Linked DNA regions of Mus musculus: region 1 is linked to region 2. A link is a contact called in public ChIA-PET data. All regions are on one chromosome and are shown on one strand. The core of a region is the stretch at or near the end of the contact, and the rest is flanking DNA. Distances in the headings are between cores, read along the strand shown.

Region 1 (4,672 bases), core at 1,149-3,648, 180 kb before region 2:
ACAAACTATTCAAAGGCAATTTGTTGTTAAAAACATTTTAATGTATCAGTGGATTATTTTTGAATCATAATTATTGTGTATATTTAAAAAGCAGACTCATAGCCAAGCATGAAGACACACGCCTTTAATCCCAGTTCTTGGGAGGCAGAGGCAGGTGGATCTCTGTGAGACCAAGGCCAGTCTGGTCTACATAGTGAGTTCCTGGGCTGTTTCAAAAAACTAAAGAAAAAAAAAACCTAAAATAAAAAGCAGATTATAAGAAAATACAATTTCTTCGACAGGTTCAGCAATTTTAACCACCTTTATAGCTGTATTTTAAATGCAAATTTTTTTCTTTAAGAAAAAATGAAGAGGCTCCCTTGCCATACTGTTTTTCCACACTACCCATTCAAATGACGGTTAAGCATTCTAAGTTTAACTTTATTATTAAAGATTTATAGTATCATATTGGCTCTAAATTCAAATAAAATTCTTGTATTCTGCCAGTCGTAAAAACACGATTTCCTTTTTTACACCAGCCTTTCCTTTAAAAAAAAAAGTAACATATACCTATGTCTTTGCTATTTTAGAACAGCATTATCCAGTAGTAAATTATTAAGCATGAACTTGTAAGCTTTATTACAACTCTTCCTGCATTTAAGAACAAGTAAATATTTTTATATGGTAGTGGAGGTGACAGGGGAGAAAAATTAGAAAAAACGATCTGAACGGATTCCTCCCTCCCCCTCTCCCCCCTCCCAGAGAATGTCAGCGTCCCGCATCTCACACCAAACTGAGCCCGAGTTTTACTGACGTAACCAGTAACCCTACCCACCTCTCACACTGCGGAGGCCGATGGGGGCAGTGGCTGCCGCCAAGTACACCACTCATCAGAGCCTGCCCCATTCCACCCCCGCGTTTCAGTCATGCTTTCCAGAAATGGGGTCACTCGCTCAGTAACTATTACACACACCCAGCCTATCATTCTGTAATCCCCTAAAGTCCGCTGCGAGGATAGAATTCAGCGAAAAGTCAAGAAAGAGGAATCACAGACGCGCCACCATCAGGAACTGATTTTCCACTCTGGAGAGGAGCGCTGATACCCTGGAATGGATCTTGTCTGCATTATTTTTTTAGATCGCCAGTTGATTCTGGGACAGTGGCGGCTGTGAAAAGCTCGGTGCTGGGATGTGTCCGCGGAAATTCTGTTTTGCCTTGTTTGGGTATACTGTTTGGGTTTCTGACACTGGGGTGGGTATCTCAGGGCCGATCATCAGATCCCGGGAGAGGAAAATCAGATAGCCCTTTTACAGCGTCCGCTGATCTCCTTGAATTTCACCCGCTCACCTCCATGGACAGGAAGCAAAAGTTATACTGGGGTCTTCCAACTCAGTGACCTCAAAACCTAGGAGTAGGGGACCTAAGGCGCTCCGTTTTTCTTTTGCAGCAGCGGCAGAGAGCGCTGCGGCAGACTGACCGGGGTGTGGGGGGATCCCTCAGTCCTGGACCCCTTACTCAAAACCCTCCCGGCTTGGCTCGCCCACCTTGCCCTGTGGGCGCCCGTCTCCCTGTAGCAAACCCCTCCGGCGGCCAGACTGAAGTCTTGGCTCCTGGTGAACCGAATCCAAAGTCTCTAAGATTCCGGAGAAGACCCTAGAGCCGGCAGGGCCAAACTTCCCAACTCCCCGCCGCCGGCTCCTGCTTTGCCTCCTGCTTCCCCCACGCAAAGTTGATTAAAACAGGCTCTTTGCAAAGCCTCAGCGCCCACTCCAAACCCCACGCGCCGCCACACCGGCACCCCCCAACCCCAAAAGCAGGGAGAGGCGAGGGTGCGGGAAGGAGACACAGACAGATCGGCAAAGCCCAACGACCCAAAGCAGAATCTCGCCCCGGGAACAAGATGTGAGCCGGCGGCGGAGGTGGTCTAAGGGGGGCAGCTCCGGGGAAGAGAGCTAGCGCCGGCGGGGGCGTGGGGAAGGGGCGCGCCTGCCCTGCCGCACGGCTGCACTCACCTCCGCGCTGTCGGAAGGGCTCTCCACAGCCATCTTCTGCCACGGGTCCGCCAGCTGCGCCAGCGGCATCTTTCCCCCCCTCCCCGGCCCGCCGCCGCCTTCACCGCCTCCTCCCTCCCCACCCGCCCCACAGCCGGCTCGGCTCCTTAGCCACTCGAGCTCCAAGGCAGAGCCGAGAAGCAGCAGCCGGGCAGCCGCGGCTCCCCCGAGAGCGAGCTCGACGCCGACGCCGACGCCGACCACCCGAACGCCCAGCGCCTAGCCACAGCCGCCCGCACTCCAAGCGAGAGCCTTGCGCCGCCGCCAGGCACCAGGGCTCGCCCCTTTCTTCCTCTCCTCCTTCCGCCGCCCGGACTACGGCTCCGCCCCCCGCCTCCCCTCCCCGCCGCTTCCCGCGCCCGATCCCAGCAGAACAGCGACGGCCGCGCGCTCCCCCACTTCCGCTCACAACATGGCGTCTAAGCGATACCTGTCTCTCTAGAGCGAGGCTGGGCGGCCTCCGCCACCACCGCGCGCACCCAGGGGCGGGGCCAGTGCCGGACACGCCCCCTGGCTGGCCGCTCGGCGCCGCCCCTTTTCCACCTCCTACCCCTTCCTCCTCCTCCTCCTCCTCCTCCTCCTCCTCCTCCTCCTCCTCCTCCTCCACCTCCTCTCTCTAGCCTCAGCTTCTGGGCCTCGCCTACTTTCAGGAAGGGCGAGCCCAAAAAATTTGGGGGCGTTGGCGGGAGATGGGGTGGGGAGAGAAATGGGCTCTGCGGGGCGGACGAGGTGCCTTTGACTGCCACGAGTCCTAACAGCTCGGAGACTAGTTGAGAATAGGAGAGCAGAGGGGTTCGCGCTCAGCTGGTGAAGCTGGGCAAGGCGCTGGGGGCGCAGTCCGGTGGTAGCAGCCCCAGGCGGAGGCAGGAGGTGTCTTTTCGGCCTTTCTCCTCCAGGGGTGCGCGTGGGCGCGCCTAGGCTATGGGCACATCCCCTCCTGGCCCAAGACTCTCCTCCTTCAGGGTCACAAGCTGGGTATTCATTCACCTGACCCCTTTTCTCCTGCTTGGACGGGGACTCAAGAGGCTTCTTTCCCGGGAGCTAGCCACACATACGTACGTTCGGCTCCCAATTTGATTCAAAGCTTTTCGAGTTGACTCTCGTGTTCAATGTTTAGTACTTTGGAAATTTTTCGTCCCACCCTACCTCCGCCCTAATAACCCTTCCCAAGTGCATAGAGCCCTCGAGTTTCGGCCCAGACTGTCACACTCCTCCCTTGCTACCTAAAGCTTAAAAGAAAACAGGTTCCTTAAGGTTGCCCTTCTTGGCAGAGATTAAGGAGTTAGTAAAAATATCTTCTAGGCAGGAGCGCGGGGTTCCTGCTTCTCCGTTGACTTTAAATAAAAGATTAGATTTTTTTTTTTAAATCAAGCTGGTCGTAGGCGGAGGAGAAAGGGAGGGGAGGTTGTGACTCCTCCTCCTGCCCGAGAAGAGGAAGCCCTAGGTTAAGGGAACCCAATCCTCAGTCGGCAACGGAGCCACAGAATTCTAAGAGTTCGAGAATTAATGGCTGGGCGCTCTGAGTGGATTCCGGGAAGGCTCAGTCCTGGGTTCTCGAGCCCGCTGCTTAGATGCGCTGAGTATGTCTGGGATGTGTAAAAGTCGCTGGGCTGAGTGGAAAGCTACTGCAGCCCCTGGCTAACCGCCCTGCATCGGAAAGAAACACACACACACACACACACACACACACACACACACACACACACACACACACACACACACACACACACATCTCAGGCCAGCTTGTCTACCCAGTCCACATATCTCAGGCCAGCTTGTCTCCCCAGTCCCCAAGGCCTGGAGGGAGGCATCTCTAGCCTCCCACGCTTGGCTACCACAGCGCGTCCCCCCGCTGCGCTCTCCCTGCATGCCTTTTAACAGTTTCCTTTAATCATCCCAGGATCCAGACACCTGGAGTGTCCCCGCCTCACTCCCTTCAGCAGGTGTGAGAATGACCTTACAACCCCACACCTAGCTGGCCCGGGCTGTGGGAGCTGTGCGAGGTTTCTTGCTTGGTCCGACAGAGACAGGTGCTGGGCTCCTTTTGCTGCCATCTGCAGTTTGCCCCTCCAGGCCTAGGAGCCTCATCTGATGAAAGCTCCAACTGTTTTTTTGGGGGGGGGGGCAGCCGGAAATTCTTGCTGAGAGCCCCCTCCCTCAGCCTTGAACTCAGGGACAGATCGCGTTAAACAACAACTAGGCAGGCTCAGAATAAACTGGAGGAGAGAGGCACGACGAGGAGATTGTCACCATTTTTGATTCGGGTGCTGCAAGTACAACCAGGGCCCTAACACAGGTTAGTTGGCCGCGCTGTCTTGATGTAAAAAACAAAACAAAACAAAACAAAACAACAACAACAACAACAAAACATAAACGTGCTCAAAGAAGTTTGACGTTATGGAATTATGTATTGTTTTGCATTTATACACAGAAAACCTAAATTATGTGTCCAAACACACTCTGGCACTAATTACCCCATAGAAACCATATAAAATAAGCCTTTTGAGCCAGGGAGAGGGTTTGTTTAGTGGGTAAAGACACTTGCTGTTTGATAACTTGAGTTTTGATCCCTTGGACAAGAATGGTGGAAAGACAGAGAGAGAGCTGACTCCTAGAAGTTGTCCTGTGATCTCCTAGGCTGG
Region 2 (4,634 bases), core at 262-2,761:
ATTCGCCTCATAATATGTTCCTGTACACTCACTGAAGTAATAATGTTTGGAAAATATTTCTTTTCAAACAGTCTCTCTCTCTCTCTCTCTCTCTCTCTCTCTCTCTCTCTCTCTCTCTCTCTCTCTCTCTGATTCACAATGTACAATTTTGCAGACAAGTCCCTGGGAAGCCTTCCATCAAGAAACCTGTTATTTTCATTTACTCGGCATTTCCCCAATGTATTTAACCAGCAGAGCCTTATTTTAAGTAGTACTTATTAAAATCACATGAAGCTAGTTTTCCAAAGGAATCTCTCCAGGCAATACTCAAGTGTTCCAGTCTCACAGACTTTTTGCTTATTATATCAGTTACTTATTTTCATAATAATGATGCCTGAAACAGTCACAAAACCTCCATGGCATACAATAATAAACACGTCATGCTTGAAACAGGTGACTAGGTGTCTCTGTTGCCCTTGACTGAGCTCACTCATATATTAGTCTGACAAGCTCTTCACTAGGATAACTGGACTGAATTGGCTATGGCCTGCTTGTCTTGGCCTCTGGTAGAGTAGCCTTAGCCTATTTCCTTAGTGATGACTGAAATATAAAAATTCAAGTTGATCTATTAGGTAATATTTTAGACCTCTCCTTTGTCTATTCTAACATCTGGATGGCCAAAGCAAGCCATGGGGCTGGATGCCCCAGAACAGGGGATGGGTATGAAGTTACAGGCTAAAGGCTGGCGATACAGGGACAGAGTAAGAATCAAGGACATTCTAGTGTTCAGTCACACCTGCTTAGGACCTCTTAACTCAGATGGCAACTTTTCCATGGAACCTCTTCTGATTTCCTTAGGCTCATTCCTGTTTTCCCTTGTGAGCTCCTCTACTAACATCTATTTCTTCCTGCTTGCTTCGGGAACTCTGAATACTCAGATTGTTCCACGAAATCAACAATTAATTACATGTGGATACTGACCACGCTGTTTTACTTTCATTATGTATCCCACAGCACCTGACACATTGGACTGTGGATTTTACTAAAGACCTACTAAGTAAAGGAAGATGGCTCTAGACCAGTGGTTCTCAGTCTGTGGGTCACAACCCCTTTGGGAACCCTCTATCTCCAAAAATATTTACATTACAATTCATAACAGTAGCAAAATTACAGTTATGAAGTAGCAATGAAAATAACTTGATAGTTTGGAGTCATAACAACATGAGGAACTGTATTCAAGGGTCTCAGCATTAGGAAGGTTGAGAACCACTGCTCTAGACATTTAGAAACCAGGGCTCCAGGGTGAGGTTGGCTCCCAGCTTCGACCTTGAAGGTTTGGTCTTTCTAGTCTTTCTGTTACCTGGGTTTGTACCTTTATAGAGCTCAGGTCTGCTCCAGGGTAGGCGGGATTTCTTGTCACAGATATAGCAGCAAACCCCTTCTTCATAGCCTGAAATCTAGGCTGTCTGTAGTATTCCTTTGTTCTCAAGTTGTCAGCTCTCACAAGGACTCTAACCACTTCCTCTGCACCTCAGGGCATGTGGGAACCTCACCCCTTCCTTTTTGTGGTATCAATCCTCCTAAATTCAGGCCACTCTGCATATTCCTTCCTGTCTCACTTTTGCTTCCTGTCTGTTCAGGCTATAGGGGGTGTGTTGCTGACCCCAAGGCATCACGAAAGAGGCATTTTGGGTGTTCCTCTGAGTCCAGCTCTTGGCTGGAAGCAGTAGGAGAGAGCTGGTCAGAAATAGAGTTATCTCATACATCAACAACCAGCCTCTGACTTTGAATAGGACAGCCACAGGCATAATAGGTCTAAGCAGCATCCGCCTGTGTCAGTGGCACCTATGTTCCCTAGCCCTGTAACCTTGGCAAGTCACTTCTTGGCTGTGCTTCCTCACTGGTGTAAAATAAGGGTCTTGGACATGTGGGTCTTTTGTCTTTAATGATGCTTGTGGTCACTCACATTACTTAGTTGCTTTGAAAAGGAGCTCTGAAGGCATGGGGGGGGGGGAATCACATTCTGAACCACACTAGGAGCTTTAAAAGCCCTAAGAGAACTTTATTGAATATTTCTAGTTCTTTCTTCTTTTATATATACTACAGTTCGAGCCTTGCAAAGGATAATGTCCATCTCTTGCTGTCTGCACCCTCCATATGCCCCTGTGTGGGCAGCATCCTGGTCACCAGGGTGCCCGGGAGACGTGCAGAATCTTGGGCCTAGGCCCACATGTGTTGATCTAAAACCCAAATTTATCAAGACCTCTGGATGAAGCATACAGATAAGTTTAGGGAACACTGGCTATGTGAGATAACCCTGAGAATGCTTGAAGATAAATGAAGCCTAAAATAGAAGTCCCAGTCTACAAGTATTAAGAATCCAGGCCCCAAAGGCCAAGAAACATGGGTCGGAATCTCAACTTGTCGCTTCTAGACTCGTGGTTTTTCAGAAAGGTACCTAACTCTTTCCAAGCTTTAGTTCTCTCATGTGTAAGACACTTAGCATGATGTCTGGCACTCAGGAAGTGCTTGGTAAATGTTAGCACAACAGGACTTAGGGTTAAAAGCACAGAATCTATGACTGGGGTGGCCTGAGTTTATAATCTTGGCTCTTCTACTTAATAGTTGTCTGACCTTCAAGAACTTTTCTGTGTCCCAGCTTCCTTAATTACAATGGGAAAACAAAACAAAACAAAACAAACCAGTAATGCTATGATGTGAATTTCATGGGTTAAGATTTGCAAAGTGTTACTTTGCAGTATGAACACTGGAACATAGTAAGAACTAAGTGTCTGTTAAAAATTATACCATTGTTGTTTTATAGACTTGATGAAAGGAGGAGAGTCAGGCATCCATAAACTCGTTAAGGCTTCATAAGGGAAGGGGTTATTTCTCCCCTACATAAGGAAGTCAGGAAACATGAAGCCCGTGTTGCTTTCTAGTACTGCTGGAACCCAGATGCCTCTCTTCACCGACATCCTCATCAGGTGGATTCCATCCTTGTGGCACAGGATGGCTCCTGAAGCTCTAGTTCCCATTCCTGTGTATCAGGCCAGTGGGATGCAGAAGTGGAGGAGAGTCCAGGGGCTGTAGGCTAGTTATGAGCGCAGCATCTGAGGAGTGCAACTGCTGTTGTTCTCATTGAATCCTTCCTACGGGTCATAATCAGGAGCTTCTTAGTTGAGTGCTTTGACCCTGGATATCCCAGGCTGCAATCAGGATGTTAGCTTGGAAACTCAAAATAGGAAGTTTACTGTAGTTTGGGGCAGGCCTCAGACAATCTCCTTTCAAACTCCCTCACACTGGTGTCTCTTTAGAGTACCTCATGACATAACAGCTGCTTCACATATTAGAATCCAGTCCATACTAAGGGGAGGGGATTGCACAAAGGCTGGGATATTAGGAGGTGGCCACCCCTAAGGCTATACAGCATGGGCTTCTTTCTAGGGGTCCTGATGCCTTTAACCAGGCTTACGGAAATTCTCATGCATCATTTTGCTTAGAACTAAAAGGCCAGGACTTAGGTATATGGCCATAGAGAACTGCAAGAGAGATTGAAAAATATAATCATGCAGCTAGGTGCATTTCCACCCTCAATGAAAACCCAGGTTTTCATTACTTTAGAAGAAAGGGAGGATGCCTTGTTCAGTGTGTGTATGTGTGTGTGTGTGTGTGTGTGTGTGTGTGTGTGTGTGTGTCTGCTCACACACTTGTGGAAACCAAAGGTCAAAATTGTGTGTCTTTCTCAGTCAGTATTCATTTTATTTTTTGATATAGGTTTTCTCACTGAACCTGGTGTTCACCAAGAATACCAGGTTGATTAGCCAGTGAGTTTCAAAAGGCTGCCTATCTCTGTTCCCCCAGCCATTGGGATTGCAAGCACATCAGGAATTTTGACAGGGTTCTCATGTTTGTAATGCTTATCACTTTTACCAAATGAACCATGTGTTTAGCCCCACATTCATTTTTTTTTATGCCTTTCAATAGAGTGGTGGGTCTCAAAGTGTGGTTCAGGACCAGCAGTGTCAGCACCATCTGGGATCTTTTTAGAAAGGTAAATGACTTGAAATTTCACCCCAGACTCACTGATGCAGAAATGTGGAGGTGGGACCTGGTGATCTGTTTTTAAGTAGCCCCTCAGAATGGTCTGATACATGCTCAAGAGAGCCCCAGATTACACAGGACAGGTTCAATTGACCCTCTTCAAAGAAAGCACGCAGTTTGTATAAAAGTGTCTTTAGTCAGTACCATGATGAATGGAGTGGCTATTGGAGGTGAGATGTAGAACACCAGTGATTAGTTACGGTTCACTTTGTTGTTCTAACCCAAGACTTCACTGGTGTTTTTTTATAAGGTGATAAACGCCATGGTGTGGATAAAGCTTGAGGGCATACTTGACAAAGGAGATAATAAATGAGGTTTCCTTTCTGATGAAATAGACTATAGATTCTTAGTGGCTGGAAGCTCCACACTTAAATAGTAGAACCAGAGTAGACTTATGTAAGCAGTACTTACATAATTGAATCCAGCAAAACTGGTTTTAATAAAAACTCGGGAAATGATAAATGAAGGCAGGCTGTTAAAAATTGGGGGCTTCAATAATGAACATGTAGACTGTTTGGAGGCAGCTGCGTGGTATGGAAGACAGATTATGG

What was found. ChIA-PET counts read pairs in DNA pulled down with a chosen protein or histone mark.
Region 1: an RNA polymerase II ChIA-PET map of memory CD8 T cells shows a contact between it and region 2, with 82 read pairs. The contact joins the promoter of Rps6ka3 here to the enhancer-like site in region 2. A contact is called at or near these places in 4 of 484 Hi-C or Micro-C datasets (the HL-1 cell line, cardiomyocytes, cerebellum and 1 more), 10 of 115 datasets of contacts at active chromatin or transcription factors (the SCID.adh cell line, T-cell acute lymphoblastic leukemia, cardiomyocytes and 7 more) and 3 of 9 other capture datasets (adipose tissue, liver and pancreatic islet).

What each region holds. Positions count from the first base shown.
Region 1 is chrX:159,253,508-159,258,179 of GRCm38.p6, reverse strand. It overlaps Rps6ka3 (ribosomal protein S6 kinase polypeptide 3), which reads right to left and starts at 2,398. Exons shown (of 22, transcript NM_148945.2): 1 at 1,992-2,398. The coding sequence starts at 2,060.
Region 2 is chrX:159,077,623-159,082,256 of GRCm38.p6, reverse strand. No RefSeq gene overlaps it. Among named protein-coding and RNA genes, the nearest start is that of Rps6ka3, 180 kb to the left of the region's middle. Within about 2 kb of position 1,511, at least 39 of the 459 cell types and tissues checked have an H3K27ac peak or open chromatin away from gene starts, as enhancers often do. A contact at or near this core is called in the SCID.adh cell line, T-cell acute lymphoblastic leukemia, memory CD8 T cells and 1 more, where this site is marked.